Linked DNA regions of Mus musculus: region 1 is linked to region 2. A link is a contact called in public HiChIP or PLAC-seq data. All regions are on one chromosome and are shown on one strand. The core of a region is the stretch at or near the end of the contact, and the rest is flanking DNA. Distances in the headings are between cores, read along the strand shown. Region 1 overlaps Rnf145 (ring finger protein 145). Region 2 holds the start of Il12b (interleukin 12b).

What was found. HiChIP or PLAC-seq counts read pairs in DNA pulled down with a chosen protein or histone mark.
Region 1: a contact with region 2 is called in an H3K4me3 HiChIP or PLAC-seq map of bone marrow-derived macrophages, with 3 times the contacts expected there. The contact joins the enhancer-like site here to the promoter of Il12b in region 2. A contact is called at or near these places in 2 of 39 promoter capture datasets (the C10 cell line and pre-B cells), 1 of 15 datasets of contacts at CTCF or cohesin (pro-B cells), 3 of 484 Hi-C or Micro-C datasets (Th2 cells, double positive thymocytes and nephron progenitors), 1 of 115 datasets of contacts at active chromatin or transcription factors (bone marrow-derived macrophages) and 2 of 9 other capture datasets (adipose tissue and liver).

Annotation. Positions count from the first base shown.
Region 1 is chr11:44,540,062-44,546,871 of GRCm38.p6, reverse strand. It overlaps Rnf145 (ring finger protein 145), which reads right to left. Exons shown (of 11, transcript NM_028862.4): 4 at 4,152-4,243. Among named protein-coding and RNA genes, the nearest start is that of Gm51891, 12 kb to the right of the region's middle. Within about 2 kb of position 1,426, at least 125 of the 459 cell types and tissues checked have an H3K27ac peak or open chromatin away from gene starts, as enhancers often do. A contact at or near this core is called in Th2 cells, adipose tissue, bone marrow-derived macrophages and 3 more, where this site is marked.
Region 2 is chr11:44,396,014-44,402,469 of GRCm38.p6, reverse strand. It overlaps Il12b (interleukin 12b), which reads right to left and starts at 2,407. Exons shown (of 8, transcript NM_001303244.1): 1 at 2,352-2,407.

The DNA of each region.
Region 1 (6,810 bases), core at 177-2,676, 150 kb before region 2:
AGTCAATAGAACAAGTGTCAGAAAGAACGCAGAACAAAACTTAAAATGTGAAACCACTGGAGACAGAGCTGATGAATCAGAAAGCCAAACAAAAGCACAACTCCCTTCAAAGACTGAGAAACTACAGAGAGGGAGAGAGCTGGCAAGGAGGAGGATGCACGAGTAGGGCGGCTGGATTTCCACAAGGAAGAGCACCCAGCCGGGGAGGAAGGGTCACCAGGAACTTAGAGAGGCTGGGGCAGATGGAGCATGCGGGAGAGGCTGCAGGAGGAGGCTCGTTTTCATCATAATTAGCCCATTTTTGATGATAAGAATGGGAACATTTCCTTTATTAAAATAAAATCAGAAAGTGAAAGCAGAAAAGCAAAGGCTGGGAGGAAGTGCTCGGGCAGCAGAAGCTGTGGTGTGATGCCTCCCTCGGTTTCCCTGGTCAGCAGGATGGAAACTTCCCTCCAATCCCCACCCCTCGCCCAGCTCTGAAGTCCCCGCGTCCAGGCCCCGGCAGGCAGGACTTGCTCTGGCCACATGTCCACATCTCCTCTGAGGGACCATGCCTCAGAAGGCATTTTCCTCTAGGACTAGTGATCCTTGCTGCTGCAAGGGACTCAGTGAAATCCCCTACAGCTCCCTCCGCGAGGCCCCTACCCCAATGGTCACACTGAGTAAATCAGAAGCACTCTAGACTCTGTACTCTGAATTCATGACTCCACAATTAGAAAAAACTCTGGGAGGGTTGAACTTCCAGGAACTCATGGAACATTTAAATGGCTCTGGTTTTTCTTTAAAAGACTGCTTTTGTGTTTGTTAGTTCTCTTTTTGTAGTGCTGGGAATGGAACGCAGAGCCTCATCCTGCTGAGCTGATGGTCCCACTACAGAGCGGCATCTCCAACCCAGAAGCTCATTATTACTGAAACAGCAGAGAGAATTTACTTTAAAAATCAATATGAGCCAGGCATGGTGGCGCACGCCTTTAATCCCAGCACTCGGGAGGCAGAGGCAGGTGGATTTCTGAGTTCAAGGCCAGCCTGGTCTATAAAGTGAGTTCCAGGACAGCCAGGGCTATACAGAGAAACCCTGTCTCGAAAAACAAAAAAAAAAACAAAAAAAAAAAACAAAAACAACAAAAAAAAAACATCAATGTGAGGGAAAAAAAAGCCACCCTTTAATATGGCACAGACATCATTTTCTTTCCTCATCAACTAGTTCTTAGTTAAGATACTGACAGTGAGAACATAACCAGGCCAGCCTGGACCAGAGCAGAGTCTGCCTCAAATGACCAAACAACTCAAACAGGGTACGAGGAAGAAGAAAAGGGTGGGGGAGAAAGAGAACTGGTGAGAAAATGAGACAGTAAAGAGCGGGTAAAGGAAGGAGGAAGAGGAGGAGAAGCAGCACAGCTGAAGGCCCCCCCTCCTCTGCAAAAACAGCCAGCCTACACCGGGCAGAGCAGGAAGAGCTCTGCTGCCTGCTCCTTCCGTCAATCTGCAGCACTGTGGGCAAGTGGGTCAATTCCTGTTTGGCTGAATGAATGACGTCTTTTTGGTGCCCTTTGAACTAGACAAGCCCAACTGGTTTTCTTCCCGGAGACAAATACGTGTGCCTCCAAGACTGCCCTCATCACTAGGGATCCCTCAAGTAGCACCTGAGAAGGCATCAGCACTGGCCAGCTCTGACCCCACCCCACCCCACCCCCGAGATTTGGAAATTCAAGACAAAGTGCTGTGCAGGTTTCAGCCACCTTTCCCAGGCTTCAGGGAGCCCAGCCTTGGCCTTTACAATTCAGAACACGCAGGGAAAACCCTGCAAGAATTTTCACTCCACGTGCAGAAGCTCAACAGTCCATTGCTGGTCCTGGACGTCACATCAGAAGAAAGAGAGGGGCTACAGACAGAATCTACATTTTTCCTCTAGGTGTCTCATTTCAAAAAGTAACAGAAAAAGGTAAAAACAATATATTTTACAAAATCAAGTATACCTTAAATCTTATCAGCACATATTAGAGATGTTTTACTTGCACTAAGTGTACCTGGAGTACCATGTGTGAGAGGGGCATTTCCAGTGCTTGGCAGCCACGTGTGGCTGAGTTCTGGATGACCAGCTTTAGCTGGCCAGCCTAGATCCGTCCCCAGACACACAACCCTCTTAGTGGTGCACCCCTGAGTCTTCTCTGTATAGAGATCTGGGCAGTCCTTTGACCTCTGTTTCCCTCTCTTTAATACTGTCTTCTAAGAGGCTTGGCTTCAGAGTCGGTTCCCTCGCTTCCTGTGTGGGGTCTCTGGCATGGTGGGTGGTTCACTTAGGACTGTATCTATTCAGCACTTTTATTTTTAACATTGTGCTTCAGCCATGTACATGTTTCTGACAACAAGACGCTCACTTCCAGCAGCAGTAAGTAAGCCTGAGACATAGCTAATCACTTTAGCCTTTCAAAGTAATGACTAGCTGTTTAAAAATTAATCTTCTCCGATATTTAAAAACCCCTTAAGAACCACAAGCCTCTATGAACTATTTTTGATATGATGATAAATACAAACAGTAAGAAGCATCTATGGGAACAAGCTGATGACCTGACCCACAGGACGGAAGAAGAACAGCAACTCCTGCAAGCTGCCCTCTGACGGACACACTCATCAAGGCATGAGCACATGACACACGTGTGCACACACTCAATAAGTACAGGAAGAAATGGGGGGAGGGAAAAGAGGGGGAGGAAGGAAAGGAGGGAGGAGGAAGGAAGGGAGGGAGGGAGGGAGGGAGGGAGGAAGAAAAGCAAGCAAGCACGCAAACAAGCTATCAAGCAAGCGTAGGGCGAGGAAGTAAAGGTGGCCAAGGGTGTAGGTTGGCTGGTAGAGTACCTGCCAGTGTAAGGGGCCATGGGGTGTTTTTTTTGTTTTCTATAAAGGCACTCTACCCAGTCTAAGGCCCCAAATTTCATGAATTTCCTACCTATGCTAACCTTTTAATCTCCACCCGACAAGACCTTTGTGTACTGAAAAGGCCTGGCTGCATTACTCTAACTGGATGATGGTGTGAGGACCTGACTCCTGACCCCTGACCTGGACTTCCTTTGTGCTGACTCTTTAAGACAAGTCAACTTCGAAAGACTGAGTCAGACCCCAGGCAATGGAGGAAAGGCAGTCACCACATGCATTGGAATAAATTCCAAGTGACCTTCCTGCCCCCCCCCCCCCCCCCGTGTGCTCACGCCTGCTGGCTAGGGATGGGGCCTGTCCTACCCTTCTTGCAGAAAAAGATGCACGCCTAGCTTCTTCCATTTTCCATTCCTTTTTTTTTTTTTCTTTTTCTTTTTTGGTTTCTTAGAGACAGGGTTTCTCTATGTAGCCCTGGCTCTCCTGGAACTCTCTCTGTAGACCAGGATGGCCTCGAACTCAGAAATCCGCCTGCCTCTGCCTCCCGAGTGCTGGGACTAAAGGCGTGCACCACCACTGCCTGGCGGCCTTCTACTTCCTTCATATGTTTCTTTGTACAACCTGATTTTTCTTTGTTTCTAACATAAGCAAGAACAAATCCCTGAGTTCAATCCCTAGCATTGCATAAAACCCCTGCTTTCAGGAGAGCCAGCAGTTCAAGGTCATCCTTGGCTACTTTGTGAGTTCAAAGCCCACCTGGGTTTTGTAAGGGGCTGTCAGAAATAAAGCAAGAAAGGGCGGAAGGGAGGGAGGGAATGAGGGAGGGAGGGGAGGAATGAGAGGAAAGGAAAGGAAAGGAAAGGAAAGGAAAGGAAAGGAAAGGAAAGGAAAGGAAAGGAAAGGAAAGGAAAGGAAAGGAAAGGACACAGATAGAGATCAAACTGTGCATGTGGCACCACTTGCCCATGAAGAGTCAGGGAAGCAGAGAGAAGAGGCCAGGAGTGTGAGGGAAGCAGACGGAGAACTTTGAGCCCCTTCCTCTCCCCCATTTATAGAGCAAGACCCTGTCTCAAACAATCAAAGCAAAACAAATGACTCCTAAATACAAACAAACAAGAAAACCAAACAAAACAATAGCTTCATCTGAGGAGTCAATAAATAAACTTGAATTTTTAAATTATTTCTAAATGACTCTGAATCAGGTCTTTTTTGTTTTGTTTTGTTTTGTTTTAATCAAAAGAGAGTGGTCAGTTTCTACTCCTTTACTTCTTAATACTTACCTATTAAGGCTGTGGTAAAGCGGTTCATGGAGAGAGGTTCTAAATACATTGGTCCTTCATAGGCAGACTCCAGTTCACTCCTTACGTAGTCCCTGGAGAAAAACAGTAAGAACATCCTGCATGAGGGAGAGGCGGTCAGGCACCGGCTCTTACTGGCTCACGCTCCCACTTGTCTTTCGACATCTAAGGAAGACTCGGATAAAAAGAAGGACACACAGGGTTGCCTTCATCTCATCTTTCATACAGCGGAGACGGACACTGCTGGCCAGAACTGAACTCGACTCTGCAGAGCTGGCTGCGGAAGCTGTACTTTGTGGGATTTCTCTTCTTCCCGTCACGCTACCCAATATTTCATACCCAGCAAGAAACCAGCTGAGATGTCCTCTCTCAAAACTAAGGAACAGACAATGTCTAATGACAGACAGTACAGGAAACTCTTCATTCGCTCCCATTGCCACTTGGGTTGTCTTCCTGCCAAGGTCTGTCCTCAACCATTCCATTAGCTATATACATAACACAACAAACTAGCTGGAAAACTGACTCATAGCAGGGCAGTCCTCCACAGCCGTTCTTTCAAACCCACAGAGGATCCGTGATGATACTGTAACACCTCTTTTTAAAGAGAGGTTTTTGTTTTAATTAGGTATATATGTGCTCATCTGTGTGTGGGTTTGTGCCTGAGTGAAGTGTCCAGGGAGGCCAGAAGGTGGTGTCAGATCCCCTGGAGCTGAGTTAAGGTGGCTGTGAAGGAGGGGAAGCACACACTAGTCCCCAGTTAGAGGAGTGACCGTTCTTAAGGGAGTCCCCAGCTCCAGTGCTTACATTTTTAAACAAGAACCAGATCGCATCAAATAGCACTTTCCAAATCTAATTCCTTCAGGATGGGACAAATAGAAAGCTTTAAGCACTCCTGTGAGAACTGTTCACACTCAGAAAATACAGGCAGGAAGCATGAAAGGGGAGAATCTAACTTAAATCTCAGGTAGGAGAGCCAGAGAGCCGCGAGCCAGTCGACAGTAGCTTTTGCTATTAGAGACGGACGCTTGTGGACAATGACGCTCCCCTGCGTCCTCAGCTGCTGCCACTCAGTGGGCTTTAGAATACTGTCAAGGTTTCTAGTATTCTTAACAGACTCAAATTCTGAATTTCCCCGTCTCCATGAAAGTACTTCCAGTTAGGCAATCAGGTTGGATTCCTTTAGCATAGCACAGTCAGCTTGGAGTGAGCTTTACATAACCAGACAGCAGGGGCTTGCCAAAAAGCCAAACTTGAAAACTATTTTTTTTTTTTTTTTTAAGAATAACAGTTTAGGGAGCGATGAAAAGGCCAATGACTAAGGCCCTGGGCCATGGCGTATTCTCCTTCATTACCTTCTGATGACTGTCTCTAACACATGATGTGCTCACATTTATACTCAAAGAAGAGAGTCAGAGTCTCAGAGGAAAGATTTTAGTCAGCGTTTGTCAACTAGGAACAACTGTCTAAAGAGACATTTTGTCCCTGTGGCTGTCTCAGCTGGGGAGAGCATATGATTGGCCTCTGGTGGGTAAAAGCTAAGCATCCCACAGTGTGAACAGCAAACCCCAAAAACTTCAGCTCTGAGGTAAAGAGGCACCAACACAACCTCTGCAAACGACACCTAACGTTCTGCTCAACACTAACCATGGTACACAGCTGCAGGGTGGGACAGAAACAACAGGTACATACACACGCCATCAATACTCACACAGCCTTAGAAACACTGTGCAGGCAACAGTCTGTCTAAAGGAGAGATGGCTGAGCCTTGCCACTGCCAGGCCCCTGAAGCCCAGCTCTTTCCTTGTGGCCGTTCTGTACATTGGTCCATTTCAAATGTAAACAGGTGACAGGGAAACCCCATAGGCAGAAGGCAGACTAAAGTTGACAGAGCCTAAGAAAGGGAGGTGGGGAGTTTGGGGGTATGAATGTAACTGGCCATGGTGGTTAGTTTTAAATGTCAACTTGTCAATTTGCCACAACCTAGAATCACTTAAAAAGACAGTCTCAATTAAGGCCTTGTCCAAAACAGGTTGACTGCGGACATGTCTGTGGGAGACTGTCTTAGGATTGATTGACAACCGAGACAGGAGGAGCCACCCTGAATGAGGCAGCACTGTGTCACGGACTACACCTGTAGGAGCAGAGGAAGCAAGCGAGGGTCTGTGTGTCTGTACATTCTGCTCTTAACCATGAACTTGAGGCTTTAGGTTCCTGCCCTGACTTCCCCACAACAGGACTACAGGACTACAGGCTAGCAAAACAACCCCTCCCCGCCCACCCTGTTTTTATGAGGAAGTTATGGCCCACAAGTGAAGCAGGCAACACTGGGGAGCCGTGGAAGGGATCTGTGTGGGGAGTGTGTAAAGGAACCGGGTCCACGGATGCACTCTGCCAGGTGACTTTCACATCAACAGACAAGCCGTGTGAGCAAGGGAGGCTCCGGGCCTGGGTCCCAGGAGTGAAATGAGGAGACTATGGAGATTGTAGAATGGAGGACCCCGCTGAATTTGTCACTGTTATCATCCACATTTGACAGTACAACTGCAGACTCACGTTATCTTCTAGCTCATCTCACTGCCCAGAGAAATGTCAGGTGCTTGCCCAGGCGCTCACACTACCTAAAAGCCTTCTTTCAGTTTTT
Region 2 (6,456 bases), core at 1,158-3,657:
TCAGGACATGTCTAGGTCCAAATTATCATATAGTCAAGACAAGTACAAGCTGAAATGGTGCTGGTTGCTACATTCATAGGCTTGGAGTCAAGCAGACATGGACTTGGATTCTGGCCCTACTACTCAGTAGCTGTTTGGTGTTGGTTTAGTTCCTCTGAGCCCGACTGCCTTCATATAAAAAGACATAAGGCTTATGTGATCTTCAAGAGCTATTGGGCATGCAGTGAGATGACATTGTATAATACCTTGCACTAGTAAAAAGCTAAGGAAAAAAATTGAAATTCTTTCTGTTTTGTGCACACTGGGTTGAAAAATAAAAATCTGCCAGGCTGTAGAGAGAAATGCCCAGAGAAGGTGATGCAATTATACACGGCTGTGAAACCCAGATGGTAGGACTCTGGGCAGGGAAAAAAGGCAGAGATTCCTGGCATCTCCTGGTGATCTCTTCATATGCTCTCAACACAGGGATTTCCCCTTTGGCTACATGCCAAGCATTTCCTCTGTCAGCCTCAGATGCACTTGAGCATCACACGTGAACCATATTTCAGGCTGAAGGGAGCCCTGGCAATGGTCCAAGGAACAATCTTCATTTCGGCATCACCTACATCTTAGATCATAGAAGACCAGCAGAGGGTGGAGATGATGGCAGGTCGCCTCTTAATCAAATCTGCACAAGCAAAAAAGTGTGCAGTATGTAGCCAGGCTTTGGCTTTCAGGCTGATTGGCAGATGCTGGGCTTTGTTTCCCTCTCACTCCACAATTCTTCCATATGCTATGTTTTAACAATTCTTTTTTGTTTGTTTGTTTGTTTGTTTGTTTTCATTAGTTTTCTTAAGTCCTGAAAGTCTTGTGCAAAGAGCACAGGAACCCTGGGCTGGATACTCTAGCTCCCTAGAGCATGCAAATGCTTCCAAACATTGCTGCCAGCGGGTGCCTGAGTGGACATCCCTTTTGCAAGTTTCATTCTGTTATTCTTTAATTTAAAAGAGAAATGATATGTAAAAATAAAAATGCCCAGAAACAACAATGCACAGTACAGATGGCGTGGCTGTCAGGGATGGCAAGGAGGGCACGGGCAAAGGGCCTTGGTTCTACAGCCAAACAGACCTCAGTCTGCCACTTGTTAGTTATGTGACCTTGACAAGTTGTGTTGACTTTGTCAAGCCTGTACTCCTAGATTAAAAATAACTCTGTCAGGTTAGGAGTTCATGAAATGATCCACAGAAAGTGCCAGCTTGAGCCCCAAATGAAAACAGGACCCCAAATAGCTACTCTTCCCCTTCAGCATCGCTGAAATGACAATCATTTGATTACGTCTTTAATGTCTGTCCCCCCTTTCCCATACCGAGGTGTGTGACAGAGGTCATATCTGTCTAGTCTTATATCCAGAATCTAGCCTAGAGAGAGTCCATGGATTGTTGGTGCAATAATCACAGTATTTCAGATCTCAGCAAAATGAATTCTTGGGGGTGACCTAACTTCATCTTGAAATGCCTTGCTTGAACAAACGGAGCCCCCAGCTGAGGCTCAGTGATCCCTGGGTGAAAGCAAGATGTCACCCTGCCCCATCACCCTGCCCCATCTGGTGCTCATGATTTCACCTGGGCAAGCAGAGGAAGCCAACCCATGAAGATTAGCCTTCCCTTTCTCACAGATTTTAGAACCCTTTAGGAAATAGTTTGGAACATGCCTTGGGCTTTCCAGTTTTGAAGAGGTGGCAAAGTTAGTTAAAATCCAAAGGAACCCCCAAACCCAGCTCTCCACTTTGATTATCATAGCTGATTCTAAAGGCCATCACAGGTAGGACATTCAGTGATGAGCTTAGGCTTGAAGGGGTACATGAAAGGCTTTTTTTTTTTTTAAGTTTCACTCTTAAGGCAAGAACAGAATTTTAACAACACTCCTTAACACATATGCATTAATACTTAAGAAAATGCACATAGTATATGTGTCTATATAGACAAAGCAAACCTTTCTATCAAATACACATCTGTCCACAATGCTTGGCACATATTATTAGTAGCTCAATTTTTTGAGACTCTCTCAAACTCATTACACAGCTGAATCTGGCCTTAAACTCCTGTGCATTCTGTTTCCTGCCTCCCAGATTTGGAGATTACAGGTGTGCGCCATCACATCTGTAATTAGCTGACTTTTTAAATGACTATTTGAAGCCCCTGTCGTCAAAGCCCCTGGTTTCCACCAGCGGGGAAAGCCATCCGAGATGCTCCCAGAATCCACTTACCCCACTCCCACGCTGCCTGGTTCAGGGGTAGCCTGTCCCCTGGAGTCTGAATCTGGACAGCCTCTAGATGCAGGGAGTTAGCGACAGGGAAGAGGAGAGAACTTACCTTGCTTTGCTGCGAGCTGCCTGGTCTGATGTGCCTGGACACCCACTGTTCCTTCTGCTGCCTTGGCTGCTCCTGGTGCTTATATACTCTACTCCTACAGAACTTTCTGATGGAAACCCAAAGTAGAAACTGACTAGTCTCAATTGCAACACTGAAAACTAGTGTCAAAACATTCTGGGGGAATTTTAAGAAGTTCCTCCCTCCCCCCCTTGCCTCCCTGAGTGCATCTATCATACAGAGGGAATATAGACGTCGAAATCCCAGGTTAAGAGGAAATGACTTCGGGGTGTGGAAAAAGGAAGGAGGCAGAGATACTAATTTCTGTTTACATCATGCCTAAGGTGAATAGAGGCGGCAATGGCTAACCTCTCCCGATTCCACAGACTGCAGAAAAAGGAAGGACTTGCCCCAAACCGAGTTCATGGTTCATGCCACAATCAAATAAGTAGGTGTTACAGGCCCAAAGAATAAAGGGCCTAGTGTATCTGGGCCACCTTTCCCCATGTTTTCTTGTTAGCATCTAAATTCAGAAGGTATTACCTCCTGTTTGGCTCCACGTACCCCCTACCTCATACCTATGTTGTCTGTATCCAGGGACAGCTCTGGGGAGGTGAATAACTAATAAAAGTCATAGTGTTTTGAGGGCGTCTCTTATGCTTATAGGTCCTTACTCATGGATTGATAGCAGCATGAACTGAGCTAGACATAGGCAAGCGTACAGATGATTCAAAGGTCACTCTTTTGGGTACCCATACTATATTCTCACTTCAGTAATAACGTGTCTGTGGTCCTATAAACCCTTTGTAGTTTCTCTTCTTGAGGAGTTTAAAATTGCAAAGAGGTGTGCAATCCTGTAAGTTGATGTTACCTCCCTTCCTCATCCGTGCTCAGAAATATTAGCTCTTCTTGCACATCCAGTTCGCATACAGATGAGAGCCACTCTCAGAGCCGCCGATAGAGGGCGCGAAGCGAGGACATCCTCGCGGTTGGGACGCAAGGGACACAACCCGCCGCTTCTCCATTCCTGTCCCTGGCCTGGGTTCCCGCCTCCTGGGAAGTTCCTAGGGCTGAGGTTGGACCCTGTCAGGTTTCGGGCGGTGTAGATTTCCGGCCTAACTTTCTTCCAAGTGTCAGTCTGCCTGGGGCGCGGGGAGGGGGAGAGAACTGCGGAGCTTCCCAGCCACACACTTCCTCACTCCAGCAGCCCAGCTGCAATCCCTCTTTGGTCCTGATCGGCTTCAAACTGAGGGTGGAGACATCAGTCACAGCAAGCTAGCTAGTGGCATCCCTGTACTCCTAGGCTTCGAGTGAAACTGGTTTTGCATACAAGATCATTCTTAAGTGAACAAAGTAGGTTTCGTTGCATAGTGAAATAGCAGTAAAAAATAATGTGCTAGTTTTAGGGGATCTCTGAGGACAGCCATAATCTCTGTGACTAAGATTGCTGGTCACACTGACCCTACATGCAAAGCTCATGGTTACCTCTGCCCATCTCTCCCAAGGACAGATCGGGAGTTCGTTAGAGCACCATCTTTGGCCTCTCGAGGAACTGGATCTTGACAAGGTACATAACTCCTCTTAGCCTCACTGCTGCAGTGCAGGGTTGTAAATGTCCCCTGAGCTGAGACAAGCTGTGACAACATACATGCAAAGCTCATGCAAATGTCCCCTGAGCTTAGACAAGCTATCATTATGAGCCACAAGAAAGCGATTTCATGAGGAAAACCGAACAAAGCAATATGGGGCCGAAGAATAGCTCCATGGGCTTATTTGGAGCTGGAGGGAAGGCTAGGGGGGGGGGAGGGGGCTTGAGGTAGCTCTTGGGGCTAGGTCAAAAACAGTTAGAGGAATACAAGACACAAGGGAATGATGTGCAGAATAACAGTGTGGCTCATAATCAGGCTGAAGCTACTTGGCTGTGATTGAACCCCTCCCCCCCAACACACACACGTACGTACAGATGTATGTATGTAATACCAAAAGGCCCCTTCCCTTATCAAAAGATGGCTATAAGCCTTTAGTATACTTTTCTAATACAATATAAATCATGTGTGCTTTAAAACATTAGTTTTCAGACAATGCAAAGCAAAACATGCATCCTTGCTATTGTCAAAAACTCCAAAGCAAAATACACCTTGAATAAGAAGCTGAAGCTTTGACATAGAGACTCCTGGCAGTAGACATTACCTGTGCTTTGATGTGTGTTCCTCTGAGCCGCCTGTGCCCCCTGTATATATTTGGTTGTTTAAGTAGGATCTTGTTATATGATGATTCTGAAAATTCCTTTTATGTAGTGGTTGGGAAATGAACAGGCCTGGATTATATCACGACCCAAGTTTCAAAAGCAGCCACAAGAGTTTCTATGAACACACATTTTCCACATGTTAGTCGATAGCTTTACCACTCAGTTATCTCTGCAGCCCTTCAGCAGCCTTTAGTGAGTACATCCATGGCTTTGGTCTCTTGCTGGACCTAACAGAATTGACTCCACATCTGGATCAGTTAGAGACTTGGCTTAGTCTGCCAACTAGCTTCTCTCTCCAGATGACTCCATATTTCCAGATAACAGATAATCCAGGATGACATTCAGTGTGTGTGTATGTGTGTGTGTGTGTGTGTCTGTGTTTCAGAGAGAAATGAAGAAAGGGAGAGAGGGAGGGAGGGAAGGAGTAAAGGAAGGAGTGAGAGAGAAAAGAGAGGAGACAGCTTTTATCATGTGCATCTCTCCTAAGAGCAAAGTTGTCTTAGAAGCTCCCAGAACTTTTTCTTCCAGTCCCCTGGACAACTGTAATCTAGTCTTCCCGAGGAGAATATACTTACAGTGACTGAAAGCTGAGCTGGGCACAGAGCCCTGATCACAGAGGAGTGGATAGACCAACTAGGAGGCCATAAATCATAGGTATTGGCCAGGTAAGTCTGGTGGTTTGTGCTGACATAGAAGGAAGAAATCAGGTAATCAGACAATGAGAAATAAATCTTCCTTCTTAGTCCATCATTTACAAAAGATGTGTCTGCCCGCAGGCTATGGTTGTTGCTCCTGCCTGCTTCCTTACAGAAGCTCAGACCGGGAAAACACCCCAAGTGCATGTGTCAGTCAGCGTGTGACTAGATGATTTTCGGGGTTTGTTTGTTTGTTTATGTATTTATTTTCAATGGCTTGGCTTCCTATTTTCTCCAAAATGTCTACAACTAACATGTATCATTCTTAAAAAATATTTGGTTTCTTCTTTTCTTTTCTTTTCTTTTTTTTTTTTTTTTTTTTGAGACAGGGTTTCTCTGTATAGCCCTGGCTGTCCTGGAACTCACTTTGTAGATCAGGCTGGCATCGAACTCAGAAATCTGCCTGCCTCTGCCTCCCAAGGGCTGGGATTAAAGGCGTATGCCACCATGCCCAGCTTTGGTTTCTTTTTATATATGTTCATATGCTGTGTACATCCATGTGTGTGACTGAGGACATGTACGGTTGCCAGGATTGATGTGGGATGGCTTCCTTGATTGCTCTTCATCTTAGTGGGTTTTTTTTAAATTTAAATCATATAGTTTTAGTGTGTTTGTGTGTGCGCACATGTGTGCACGTGCGTATATGTATGTGTTTATGCACACTTATGTGAACAGCATGTAGCAGTTGGTTCTCTCCTACTGTGTGGCTCCCAGGGACTGAACTTAAGTTGTTAGACTTGGAGGTAGGCACATTTATTTACTGAGGCGTCTCATTAGTTCACCATCCTAGTTTTATAACCTGGAGCTGATGGATTTGAACTGTCAGGCCATTGGACCTCGGGACCCTCCCATCTGCCCCTCCCCAATACCACAATTACTGGCACATTTTGTTGTGTCAACCTCTTACCCCTTTTACCCACTGAAGCATCTCCCCAGTCCCATATCTCTTGTTTCTCATTTAAAAACATGTCTGAAAGAGTCACATAGAAATGGCAGTGATTAGGAATTTAGATTTCAGAGGCAGATTTAGGATCAGATCATGATTCTCCTTCAAATGTAATCGAGCGCACTCCTGTGTAGAACATTTCTGGCCATACAAGTCATCAAATTGTTACTGAGATGTACAGTGTGGGTGGAGAAGCCCGTGTTGTCTGACATGAGTTCA